Linked DNA regions of Mus musculus: regions 1, 2 and 4 are each linked to region 3. The links are chromatin contacts, called in public HiChIP or PLAC-seq and promoter capture Hi-C maps. All regions are on one chromosome and are shown on one strand. Each heading gives the region's core, a stretch centred on a gene start, on an enhancer-like site or on the middle of the called end of the contact. The rest is flanking DNA. Distances are from core to core; before and after follow the strand shown.

Evidence for each region. Promoter capture Hi-C pulls out the DNA fragments that hold promoters and counts their contacts. HiChIP or PLAC-seq counts read pairs in DNA pulled down with a chosen protein or histone mark.
Region 1: a contact with region 3 is called in a promoter capture Hi-C map of embryonic stem cells, with 4 times the contacts expected there. The contact joins the enhancer-like site here to the promoter of Gsg1 in region 3. A contact is called at or near these places in 5 of 39 promoter capture datasets (the 3T3-L1 cell line, embryonic stem cells, hippocampal neurons and 2 more).
Region 2: a contact with region 3 is called in an HNF4G HiChIP or PLAC-seq map of pancreatic cancer cells. The contact joins the enhancer-like site here to the promoter of Gsg1 in region 3. A contact is called at or near these places in 3 of 39 promoter capture datasets (cranial neural crest, embryonic stem cells and hippocampal neurons) and 1 of 115 datasets of contacts at active chromatin or transcription factors (pancreatic cancer cells).
Region 4: an H3K27ac HiChIP or PLAC-seq map of large pre-B cells shows a contact between it and region 3, with 6 times the contacts expected there. The contact joins the promoter of Plbd1 here to the promoter of Gsg1 in region 3. A contact is called at or near these places in 3 of 39 promoter capture datasets (embryonic stem cells, hippocampal neurons and pre-B cells) and 2 of 115 datasets of contacts at active chromatin or transcription factors (large pre-B cells and pancreatic cancer cells).

The regions. Positions count from the first base shown.
Region 1 is chr6:136,406,555-136,409,254 of GRCm38.p6, reverse strand. The region is part of intron 1 of E330021D16Rik (RIKEN cDNA E330021D16 gene); the gene reads left to right. Among named protein-coding and RNA genes, the nearest start is that of E330021D16Rik, 7.7 kb to the left of the region's middle. Within about 2 kb of position 1,279, at least 28 of the 459 cell types and tissues checked have an H3K27ac peak or open chromatin away from gene starts, as enhancers often do. A contact at or near this core is called in embryonic stem cells, where this site is marked.
Region 2 is chr6:136,498,137-136,500,856 of GRCm38.p6, reverse strand. The region is part of intron 3 of Gm44140 (a long non-coding RNA gene); the gene reads left to right. Among named protein-coding and RNA genes, the nearest start is that of Gm44140, 19 kb to the left of the region's middle. Within about 2 kb of position 1,381, at least 126 of the 459 cell types and tissues checked have an H3K27ac peak or open chromatin away from gene starts, as enhancers often do. A contact at or near this core is called in embryonic stem cells and pancreatic cancer cells, where this site is marked.
Region 3 is chr6:135,253,084-135,255,791 of GRCm38.p6, reverse strand. It overlaps Gsg1 (germ cell associated 1), which reads left to right and starts at 1,456. Exons shown (of 7, transcript NM_010352.2): 1 at 1,456-1,659; 2 at 2,460-2,519.
Region 4 is chr6:136,660,608-136,663,311 of GRCm38.p6, reverse strand. It overlaps Plbd1 (phospholipase B domain containing 1), which reads left to right and starts at 1,419. Exons shown (of 11, transcript NM_025806.2): 1 at 1,419-1,750. The coding sequence starts at 1,633.

The DNA of each region.
Region 1 (2,700 bases), core at 30-2,529, 1.2 Mb before region 3:
TGTTCCATGGTTCCTGTGTCCTGATGGCTCTGGGTGGATCCCTCTTGGGCCAGAAATTTGAGCAGAAGTGGTGGTCCTACCTGTGCTCACAGATGTGTACTCCTGGGAGATGAGCTCTCTTCCATTGGGTACCGGGTATAGAGAGCTGTGGCACAAGGTCATCTCTGGGTGCAAATGGGAAAGCTACCTGTGTCATTCTACATAGGTAGTCTACCCTTCTCTTAAGCCTTTCCAAACCTAGAGGACTCCTTTGCTCTCTTTCTTAGAGTAGTGTTTTACCTATGTCCTGACAGCTGCTTCTCTGCTGTCCCTGGGAGCCCAAAGAGAAAATTCCTAAAATCCCTATCTCTTATCTGGAGCTTCTTCCACAAAGGTAGGTGTGTGTGTGTGTGTGAGTGAGTGTGAGAGTATGAGAGTGAGTGTGTGTGAGTGTGTGTGTGTGTGAGTGTGAGAGTGTGTGAGTGAGAGTGTGTGAGTGAGAGTGTGTGAGTGAGAGTGTGTGAGAGTGTGTGAGTGAGAGTGTGAGAGTGTGTGTGTGAGTGTGTGTGTGTGTGTGTGTGTGTGTGAGAGAGAGAGAGAGAGAGAGAGAGAGAGAGAGAGAGAGAGAGAGAGAGAGAGAGAGAGAGAGATCCAGTTGCTTATAAAAGAAATCTCTAGGCCTGGTGAGATGGCTCAGTGGGTAAGAGTACCTGACTGCTCTTCCAAAGGTCCGGAGTTTAAATCCCAGCAACCACATGGTGGCTCACAACCATCCGTAATGAAATCTGACGCCCTCTTCTGGTGTGTCTGAAGACAGCTACAGTGTACTTACATATAATAAATAAATAAATCTTTAAAAAAAAAAGAAATCTCTAGCTTTTCCCCTGCACCCTTGCCAGACTGAACCATGTCACCACCATAGAGGAGAGGGACTCCAAGACAAGTCAGTAAGGGTCGAATCATTTCACCTTTACAGTGAGGCAGCTCAAGGCTATCCAGCTGGCTTTGCCTCAGGTCATAGAGCAGATGGAAACCACAAAACGTCTCCCAAGCAACTTGTTTTAAACCAGGCAGGGACTTTCCATTCCTGAGCACTCTTATCTATGGAGGCTTTTAGAGGCGCACTCAAACCTCTCTTCAGGACACACCTAACTGCATCTGACATTTATGTAAGCTTTTGTAGTTTGCTAACTATTAGGTTTTCTAGGTACAATAATCAAATATCCTGTAACACCTCTTGGTCTATTTGCTCTCAACCTGGCAGGGAGGGAGGGTGTGGCAGCAAGGACAGCTAGAGGCTGTGGTGGTGAGACAGCAAGGGCACCTGCATACCTCTCAGTAGACTCAGAAGCAGGGACTGCAGAGAGTACCTCAGGCAGCACTCAGGCCCAGGCTGTAAAGGTCAAGGTCACACCCATTTTTCAGCAAGTTTCCACTTTCCAAGGCTCCCCAATCTGCCAGCAGTGCTTTGGGCTAGGGACCTGGCTTACCTTTTGCTATTAACTCTGTTCTGTTTGTTTGGTTTCTGACTCCAGGACAAGGGGCTGGGGTGCATATTTCACATACCAAAGCAGAGCTGGCTTCCAGGTTCTCCCAGCATCCCTCAGGCCTACCTGGCATACCTTGATCCCCACCCTGAACTTTCCAGCCCAGGGGCGGAGCTGCCCTTCCCCCAGAGGCTCTTCCCTATATAAACCAGACTTCTTACTCTCTCCTCCTCTCACCTTCTCTCTCTTCTCATCCTCTCCGCGAACTCTCTCTCTCTCTTTCATTCTCTCTACCCAACTCCTCTCTCTCCCTTCCCATGGTGACTTCTCTAGCCTCCTTCCTTGGGGTTCCCAGAGAGCAAGCCTCAGGGTGTCAAGACCATCTGACTCTATAGCCCAGGCCAGTAACTGTCAGGAACTGGGCATGTGAGAAGTTGATCTATAAGTGATCTGGGTAGGAGGCGCTGTTATCCTGACCTCGGATGTTTGCCATTAAGTGTTTTTATATGTTTATGATTTAAGATTGTGAAAATGATTGTGGTTTCACAGCATATGCCGTGTGTAATTTGATTGAGCAGGTAGCCGACCCTGAGTAGTAAATCTAACTTCATCATCCTGGTTCCCCTCACTGTAACAGACATTTAGAGTCAGTGACTGGTGGTACAGCCTTTGGGGAGTAAAGCTATTGCAGCAGACTTGGGTCGAACAGAACCCACTGCATTCCACTGGAGAGCCTCTGCTCCAGAGCTGGCCCATGACCTGTGTGGTGAGGACGTCATCAGAGTTGTTATTTAGTGCCTGTACTCTACAGCTTCGATGGGGACTGTGGGAGATGGAACGTGGGTCATGAATTTTCACCATTAATACCCCCCTTTCCTTTTTCCTCTCCCTCTCCTTTCCCTCTCCTCTCCCTCTCCCTCTCCCTCTCCCTCTCCCTCTCCCTCTCCATCATCTCCCTCTCCATCATCTCCCTCTCCATCATCTCCCTCTCCATCATCTCCCTCTCGATCATCTCCCTCTCCATCATCTCCCTCTCCATCATCTCCCTCTCCATCATCTCCCTCTCCATCATCTCCATCTCCATCATCTCCATCATCTCCATCTCCATCATCTCCATCTCCATCATCTCCATCTCCATCATCTCCATCTCCATCATCTCCATCTCCATCATCTCCATCTCCATCTCCATCATCTCCATCTCCATCTCCATCTCCATCTCCATCATCTCCATCAT
Region 2 (2,720 bases), core at 132-2,631, 1.2 Mb before region 3:
TACTCAAGAATGTTCCTGTGGGTGGAGAATGGAACTTGGCCTAGCCTTGACAGCAGATGGGGGTGGGGGGGAGCTGTAAGGAGGGGATGGGACTGGAAAAGCCCATAGGGTTCCTTAGCTTATCAGAACTGAGGCAATTATGAGAACTTTGAATTCCTTCTCATGTTGGTCATGTTGCCCGTGGCAGAAGGGATGTGAGAAGCAAGACCCTCGAGAATACATATGAGAGACTAACTGGTGAGAGTAAAGCAGTTTCCTATTCACCATTCTGCAGAAAGGCACACCAACATAGAGAAAAGACAAAAATAGCTACCCTGTGGTTTTCAAGTCCCTGATCATAAGACATTCCTGCTTTCCCTATTGGCTGGAACTCTAGTGAGTTACAATCTTCATTTCTTCTCCCCAAGTTCCCACCCTACTGCTTCTATAAGCAAAGCCTTAACTAATTACTCTCCTAGAGCGGATTGTATAAGCCAGATTGGCCTTAAACCTGCCTCAGTTCCCTGGCCTGGCCTCCAGAGCACTGGGATTGCAGGCATGCACTATGTATGGACAGGGGTTTTGTTCATGCGTGGTGTTGTCTTTGAGACAAGGTATCATGCAGCCTCAAGCTTACTAACAGAGGCTACCTTTGAGCCCCTGCCATTCTTGCTTCTACTGTCTCAAGCTGACGTTGTAAGTATAGACGACCACAGGAAGAACTGAACCTCTCCTAAAGCGCGGTGCTTCGCCTGTATTTACCAGTCAGTTCTCAAGCACTGTAAAGAAAACACCTGGATATGTCAGCTATAAAGAAAATTTCTAAAGCCAGACATGGAGGCCCATGCCTGTAGTCCCAGCACTCAGCAGACCAGCATGGGCTAGTGAGTTCCAGGCTGGACTGGACGACTGAGATAGCTCAGGAGACAAACAAGAGTAGGAGTTTGTGCAAAATGCTAGGGAGGAAAACAATGGGTCAGCCTCAGAAAGCGAGTGCTCACCGGAGAGAATAAAGGAGAGCTGTTGGCATTGGGGACAATGGGGACAAAGGCCCAGTAGGCAGAGAGCTTCCTATTATTTGATCCCCAGCACCCCCATAAACTGGGTGTGGTGGTGCATCCCTGTGATCCGGCGAGTGGGAGGCAGCCTCTGGAGGGTCAGAAGTGTAAGGTCACCCTCAGGAGCAGAACAGTCGAATGCCTTCTCTCAAAACAAACAAACCCGCAGTGTCCAAGGCTGTCGACATTAAATGCTAGATTAAGCAGCTAATCTCGAGGCCTTGAAGAATGAGAGTGGAATTTTCCTGAAAGCTGGCTGTGGGAGGCAGGAAGGCATGTCCTGTCCTGCCCAGAGATCAGATGAGCTACTTTGAGTGGGAAGGCAGGCCAATGCGGTCCTTGGTTCCCACACCCTCAGCTGAGTGAATGTTGACTCATGCTTGAGAACATGAACATGAGTCACAAGCTACACACCATCAATTAAGAGGGTTACAGCAAACTGTGTGGTAATTCACACTTGTAAGACTGGCCTCTGGAAGGCTGAGGCAGGAGAAAGACTGTGAGTTTTGTGAGTCCATTCTGAGCTACAACATGAGACAAGAACTCGAGCTAACTGAGGACCGTGTTTGGGCTCTCACTTCTACACACCTCCTTGTGGTTTTTCACTTCGGGGCTGAAAACCATCTCTGAAGAAAACCAGGAACACATTGCTTCCAAATTTGCTTCTCTTGAGCCAAGTGTGGTGTCGTGCCCCTTAAATCCCAGCACTTGGGAGGCAGATGCCGGAAGAAGATCTATGAGTTTCAGGTGAGACTGGTCTACACAGCTATTCCAGGACTACAGAGAATAGCTGTTCTCAACCTGCAGGTCAAGACTCCTTTTGGGATCAAACAACCTTTTCACAGAGGTCAAATATTGGATATCCTGCATATGCAATGCCTAAATTATATTTCATACCAGTAGCAAAATTACATTTATGAAGTAGCAACAAAAATAATTTTATGTTTGAGGGTCACCACTGTTAACTTTCAAACCCAGAATAAACAACTGAGGTCCTCATTTAATATATCAAAGAGGTCCTGGCAATCAGGTTCTTCCAGCATCCCCTAGTCTGGCATACTCCACCCCCATCCTGAACTCTCCAGCCTAGGGCATGGGCTTCCTTTTCCACACAGGCTATTCTGCATATAATCCAGACATTTTGGCTACCTGCCCTCTTTTGTGTAACTTTGGCCTCCTGGCTCCCCTCTCTGCTCCCCCTCCCACTCCCCATCTCCCACATGCCTTTGCCTCTGCTCTCCCACACACCTGTAATAAATGTTGTTCTCCACCATACCTAGGATGACGCATGTCCTTTCCTTTCATTTTTATTTCTTCTTTTCATTCAACCAGAACATGAGAAACTGTATTGTAGGGTCACAGCATTAGGAAGGTTAAGAACTAGTGACATAAAGAAATCTAGTCTCAAGGGCTGGAGAGATGGCTCAGCAGTTAAAAGCACTGACTGCTCCTCCAGAGGTCCTGAGTTCAATTCCCAGCAACCACATGGTGGTTCACAACCATCTGTAATGGGGTCTGATACCCTCTTGTGTCGTGTCTGAGGATGATTAACTGTTACATTGTGATTGAAATGCCTACTGGGCTTTGCTGATACAGCGTTGCCCTGGGTTCTCAAGCCAGAGAAGGAGTGGTCAAGTGTTGCCCATGCCCTGGACATCTCTCAGAGAGCCCTGCAGGACGGGG
Region 3 (2,708 bases), core at 207-2,706:
CTTTGAAACTCTCAGCTCCTCCAGCACCATGCCTGCCTAGACTCTGCCATGCTTCCCACAATGGACTGAACCTCTGAAACTGTAAGCCAGCCCCAATTAAATGTTATCCTTTATAAGAGTTGCCTTGGTCACGCTGTCTCTTCTCAGCAATGGAAACTAACTAACTAGGACAGAAGCGAAGAGGCAGGAAAGGAAGGAGATGGAAGGGAGAAGATGGAAGGAGAATAGGAAAGGGAGGGAAAAGAAAGAAGAAAAATCTGATTGTATTAGCTGACCAGGCATGCTATAGAAGCTCAGAGGTAAGGGAGCATTCTCAGGGCTGGAATAAGGGATTTGAGGCTAGAATCTGAGGTCCTGAAGGTCAGGATCTGGGTGCCTTGATAAGGAAGAGCAAGGGTCTTAGAGAGGGATGGAGGGTTCCATGTCACACAGGACAGGTCTTCATCCAGACCCTTTCAATCCTGGACTTCACACCTGAGGCTGAGTTGTACCTCGGCGTCAACTGAATTATGTCTACTAAAACTCTGAGAGTGAACTTGGCATGGTGGCTCACATCTGTAGTCTTGGTGCTCAGAGACTGAGGCTGGAGGATTGCCATGAGTTGAAGGCCAACCTTGTTATATAGTGAGTTCCAGACCAGCTTTAGCTGGAGTAAGAGCCTGTTGCAAAGCAAAACTGAAAATTCAACACGTGGTGGACACTGCTGTCATCCCAGCACTTGGGAGATAGGAGGAGAAGGAGGATCGAGAGTTCAAGGCCAGACTCAGCTACACATGAAGTGTAATGCCTTGTTTCAAATAAAAATAAACGTGATACTGAATGCCTCCTTAGATTTCCAGACACTGGTCCTTTAAGATGGCAACTCTTTTGCACCATTACCTCTTCAAGAATGGTCTAGAGTTAAAAAGGCCAACACAGTAGCTGCTTACTACATGAGGCTTTTGAGCCCTTCAGATGTAGATGGTGCAACTTAGCTGTTATATTTCATTTTAATGCAATGTTGAGAACAGTGTGGTTCCAGTGGTTGCTGGAGGGTGGGGGAGGAGGGGGATGTCGGCTTTCACCCAGCCCTGGGTAAGAGTTCATTGTTATTGCTGTGTGTGTTCATCTCACTGTTTTGAATGGAGGTGTTAGAACACTGTTAAGCCTTATGTGGCTCACAACTGTAATTCTCTCTGACAGCAGTGGGCAAGCCTCACAAGCCAATGTGATCTGGTTGGCACCACATGCAAGCCATCCCTAACCTTCAGATTTGTGTTTGAATGAACTCCCCAGATCTTTTTATACTCATTAAGCACCGATTGAAAGACCTCAGGAGACTGAGAGGTACTGAGCGTGTGCCCTTCTCTCAACCTGGTCTTTCTAGGGTTGGGAGAGGAGTGGGCGGGGCATCCGGGGGAGAGAGCCCTGCCTGCTACTGTGACATCACAGAATGAAGTCATAGTAACCCATCCCTACCCAAGCTGGCGGCGTGCCTGAGGGGCATTCATCCTCTCCCAACTGCCCACATACCACCTTACCCCCTCTGCTGGCAAGAGGGGACCTGGTGCACCCTCTCCCTCAACACCTGAGCCACGCAACTAAGACCTGTCAGAGCAGAAGCTGAGACACATTTTCAACTCCTGTCAGCTGACTCAAAATGTTTGTCTCACCCAGGAGGTAGGTACACAGCTTTTGGAAATGTTGTTAAAAAAAACTAATTATATTTATTTCACTATTTGAGCCCCATCTCTAGTGGCATGAACACACACACACACACACACACACACACACACACACACACACACACGGAGAGGGGAGTAATGTATAGTTATTGAGCAGTGAGCAAGTATGTTCAGAAGGCCCAGCTAGCCTAAGAAAGCGGCATTGGTGAGACTGGGACAGAGCTCAAAGCTCTGAAGAGCCAGCAGTGTGGGCTCAGGCAGCTCCCCCAAGTTCAGAAAGAAGCCCCCAAAGTACACACATCAACCATCAACTGGTGGAGCCCTTACAGATATGAACATGATAGCAAAAGCCAGTCAGTGCCTGAAATGTTAGTATCTTTCAGGATTAGTTCTCTAGAGAGGGGGCAGGGTTATGGGGAAGCCTGGTGTTAACATGAAGCCACAGATATAAAGCACAGGACACTTGAACCCTTGCCTCATTGTGGAGGCCGTTCCATGACCCGAAATCTGTGGCTTTTGTTAAAAAGTGTCTCCCTGCCCTTTGCTGTGTGGGCACGTTCCTTCAAAAGCAGTGGGCCTTTTAGGGTTGCGGGTCTAAACGCGGACTCTACCATGTCTACATCTGTGATCTGGTGCAAATCAAAGATCGAATCCAAGCAGCACAATGGAGATGGTGCTCTATACCTGGTGGGGTGCGAGGGCCTCGGGAGCAGTTAGCTAGCGAAGGGTCTAACCACTGGCCTGGTAGTTTGGGATGCTTTTTCCTTAGATTCCGCTTTCCTTCCACCTCTTTAGATCTTCAGAACAAAACTGTAGAGGACTCCCCACCTCTCCCGCCAGCCCTTGGGGAAGCAGGTAGGTAACCAGTAGTCCTCAGATGTGTTAAGGGGTTCATGTGCTCACCTCTCGTGTCTACAAAACGAGGCAGGCCTACCTTACCCCTCCATCAGAAAGGACCTAGGGAACCACGTTTTGGAGGGAATAGGGAAACGCTTGATTTGGGATTTGACAGCAACCAGGACACTTGTCCCGTCTGGTGTTAGG
Region 4 (2,704 bases), core at 170-2,669, 1.4 Mb before region 3:
GTACTTACATATAATAAATAAATAAATCTTTTTTAAAAAACGCAATTTAAGTATGTCAAAATGTACCACAAATTACTGTAACAGTGCTCTGCTAGGTTAGTACTTTTTACCTTGGGGAATACTGGACGTGGTCTGGAGGCACTTTCAAGGATGTTAAAGGCCTCAGAGTGCACAGGACACACTCACACACACGGACGGACACACACATATGCTCACTCATAACTGGACAGAATTTCAACAGTACTGAGTTTAAGAAAGTCTAATCCAATTAAACTGCTCGTTCAAAACAAGCCAACCACTTCATCGACTAGTCTGGTGTTCTACAGACCCGGTGTCATACAGGGCTCTATCCTGGAACACTGAAGTCAATAAATACTCGGCAAGCAAACCATCAGGTGGGTGAGCCCAGCCCCCATCAGGCATCCTGAAAGAGTCACCTCCTCTGAACACTTGTCTCCTTGGATCAGAAGGGTCAGTGAGGTCACAGAGTGGGATATGGAGACACACCTGCACTTTTTGGGGTGACACTTCACTAGCCACGTGCCATAGGACCCAAAGGTACCGTTCACCTTCGTTTTTATTTTATGTACAGTCCCTACAATGCCTGCAGCTTCTTTCTCCACTAAATGAATATTACCAAACGAAATTGTGATTTGTATTTCATAATTCACAGGTGTCATTTCTAGCAATGACAAATTTATTTCTTCCTCTAACAAAGGCACTTCTTCATTACTTTTTAAAAAATATTTATTTGTTTATCTGGATTTTTTATATTTTGGTGTTTGGAAACAGTGTCTCATTCAGTAGCCCAAATTGTCCTCAGACTTTCATTAATCCTCCTGCCTCGACTTCTGGAACGCTTTACAAACCCAGCTACAGTGGTTTGCTTGCCTGGGTTCAGTAGCAAAAGATGAGCTCAGTCAGCTTGAAGTCTGTTGCCTACTTCACAATGTCACCTAGGGCACCCTTGGCCAACTTCACAATGTTGCCTTCAGCGAGTCCTGCCCAGACATGGGTCTCTATGGAAGCTCAGGGGTAGATCTGCTTCTAGCCCCGCGTGAATCAGCTCCGCCCAATGAAGACACAAAGCTAAGGTCTGGAGGTGTTGAGCTCCTGAGGTCAGACAGGCTGGCGCAAGAAGCCCTGATTCCTGACGGATGAGGGACCTGAGAAGACAGAAGGCCACAGAATCCGACCTACGGGGAGGCATGCGACCCACTGCTGCCTCGGTTTCCTTATCCTCTGCTACAGGGACCAAGGCCACCTTTAACTGATTCCTTAGCCCTGAGCCCCACCCTCCAGGAGGCGACCAGAGAAAGCAGCACAGCCCCGGCACTTCCCAAAAGCGCGACAGAGAACTTTCCCGGCCTGGCCCACAGGTGGCTGGAGGGTCAGACCAGACGGAAAGGATCCGCCTCTCCTAGCCTGGGGCTCAGCAGGGCGAAGGTTGGTTCCCAAGGCCACGTGAAGCGCCCAAGCAGGCAAGACTAATGTCAGAAGAAAGTTAAGATCGGCCCGGCCTCTGCAACGCAGCGCCCTGCTACCATCCTCAAGTGCGGCTCTTGCAACAGCTGCCACCGCCGGCGCCAGCGGGACCTAATCCAACCAGGCCGAGGTCACAGCGGAGGAGCGATGTGCCACCGCAGCCCTGGCAGGAGCCTCAGGCCGCCATCGCCGCTGCTGCTGCTGCTGCCATTGCTGCTGCAGCCTCCCTGGGCGGCTGGCGCTGCCAGCCAGAGCGACCCAACAGGTGAGCAGAACGGCCGCCCGCGGACTAGGGGCGTTGCCCTGTACCCCCACGCCGGCGGCTGGCCAGAGTCCCAACAGCTTTGCATCTAGGGGCGTCTTGGGTCGTACTTCTTGGTGGGGAGCCTGGCGGGTTACGTTCCAGCCCTGAGGTGGATCAGCGGTGGCATTGAAGGAGGGTACAAGGGCTCTCCAACGTAAAATGTTTTGGCCTTAATTCTGTCCCATATCTTGTCCCGGACAACCTCGACTGGTCCAAAAGGCTCCAGTCCAGAGATTTTTCCAAATCAGACTGAGGTGTGATTTCGAGCTGACCTTTGTTCTGCTTCTAGAAGTAGACAAGTGACTTGGACTTAAGAGAACTGATAGCAAACTGGTTATGCCATCTTGATATGGGACAGGGCCAGAGCTTAAGGCTGCTGAGCTCTTCTGAATGGCCTCAGAATCCTAAAGTGGATTAAAGTCTCCGTTCTACTGCACAGAGGCTGCGACTGGGGGGAAGTCAGGAATTTGCCTAAGCGATAAGGTAGCTGGGTTGCCAGAGGGCACTGGTGTAATCCTTCCCTTCAGAAAAAACAGGCCTCAACAGGTGTCCTTCCAGTCTCACCCTTCCATTTGTAACAAGACCAAAATGAATTGTGGGATGCGTAGACTTGGAAGATTCTAAAAGTCAAATTCAGAGAGGACGACTGATTTCGTAATCGTCTCCTTGTTTGACCCATTCAAGAATAGGAAGGGACGCGGGCAGTGTCCCCTTTCAAAAGTCGCTGATTTTTCTCGTTACCGTCTCTCAACGAGTACCCGCACCCTTGCCATTTGGAAGTGTTTGCTTTCAAAGCCTGCTCCACTCATGTCTGGAAACTTCCCAGTGGGCACAGGCTTGTGGGATGAGAAGGGTCCGGAAGTGCCTGATGTCTCCCCTGATTTAGCTGTATGTTCTTTGGTCATCCCTCCCTAC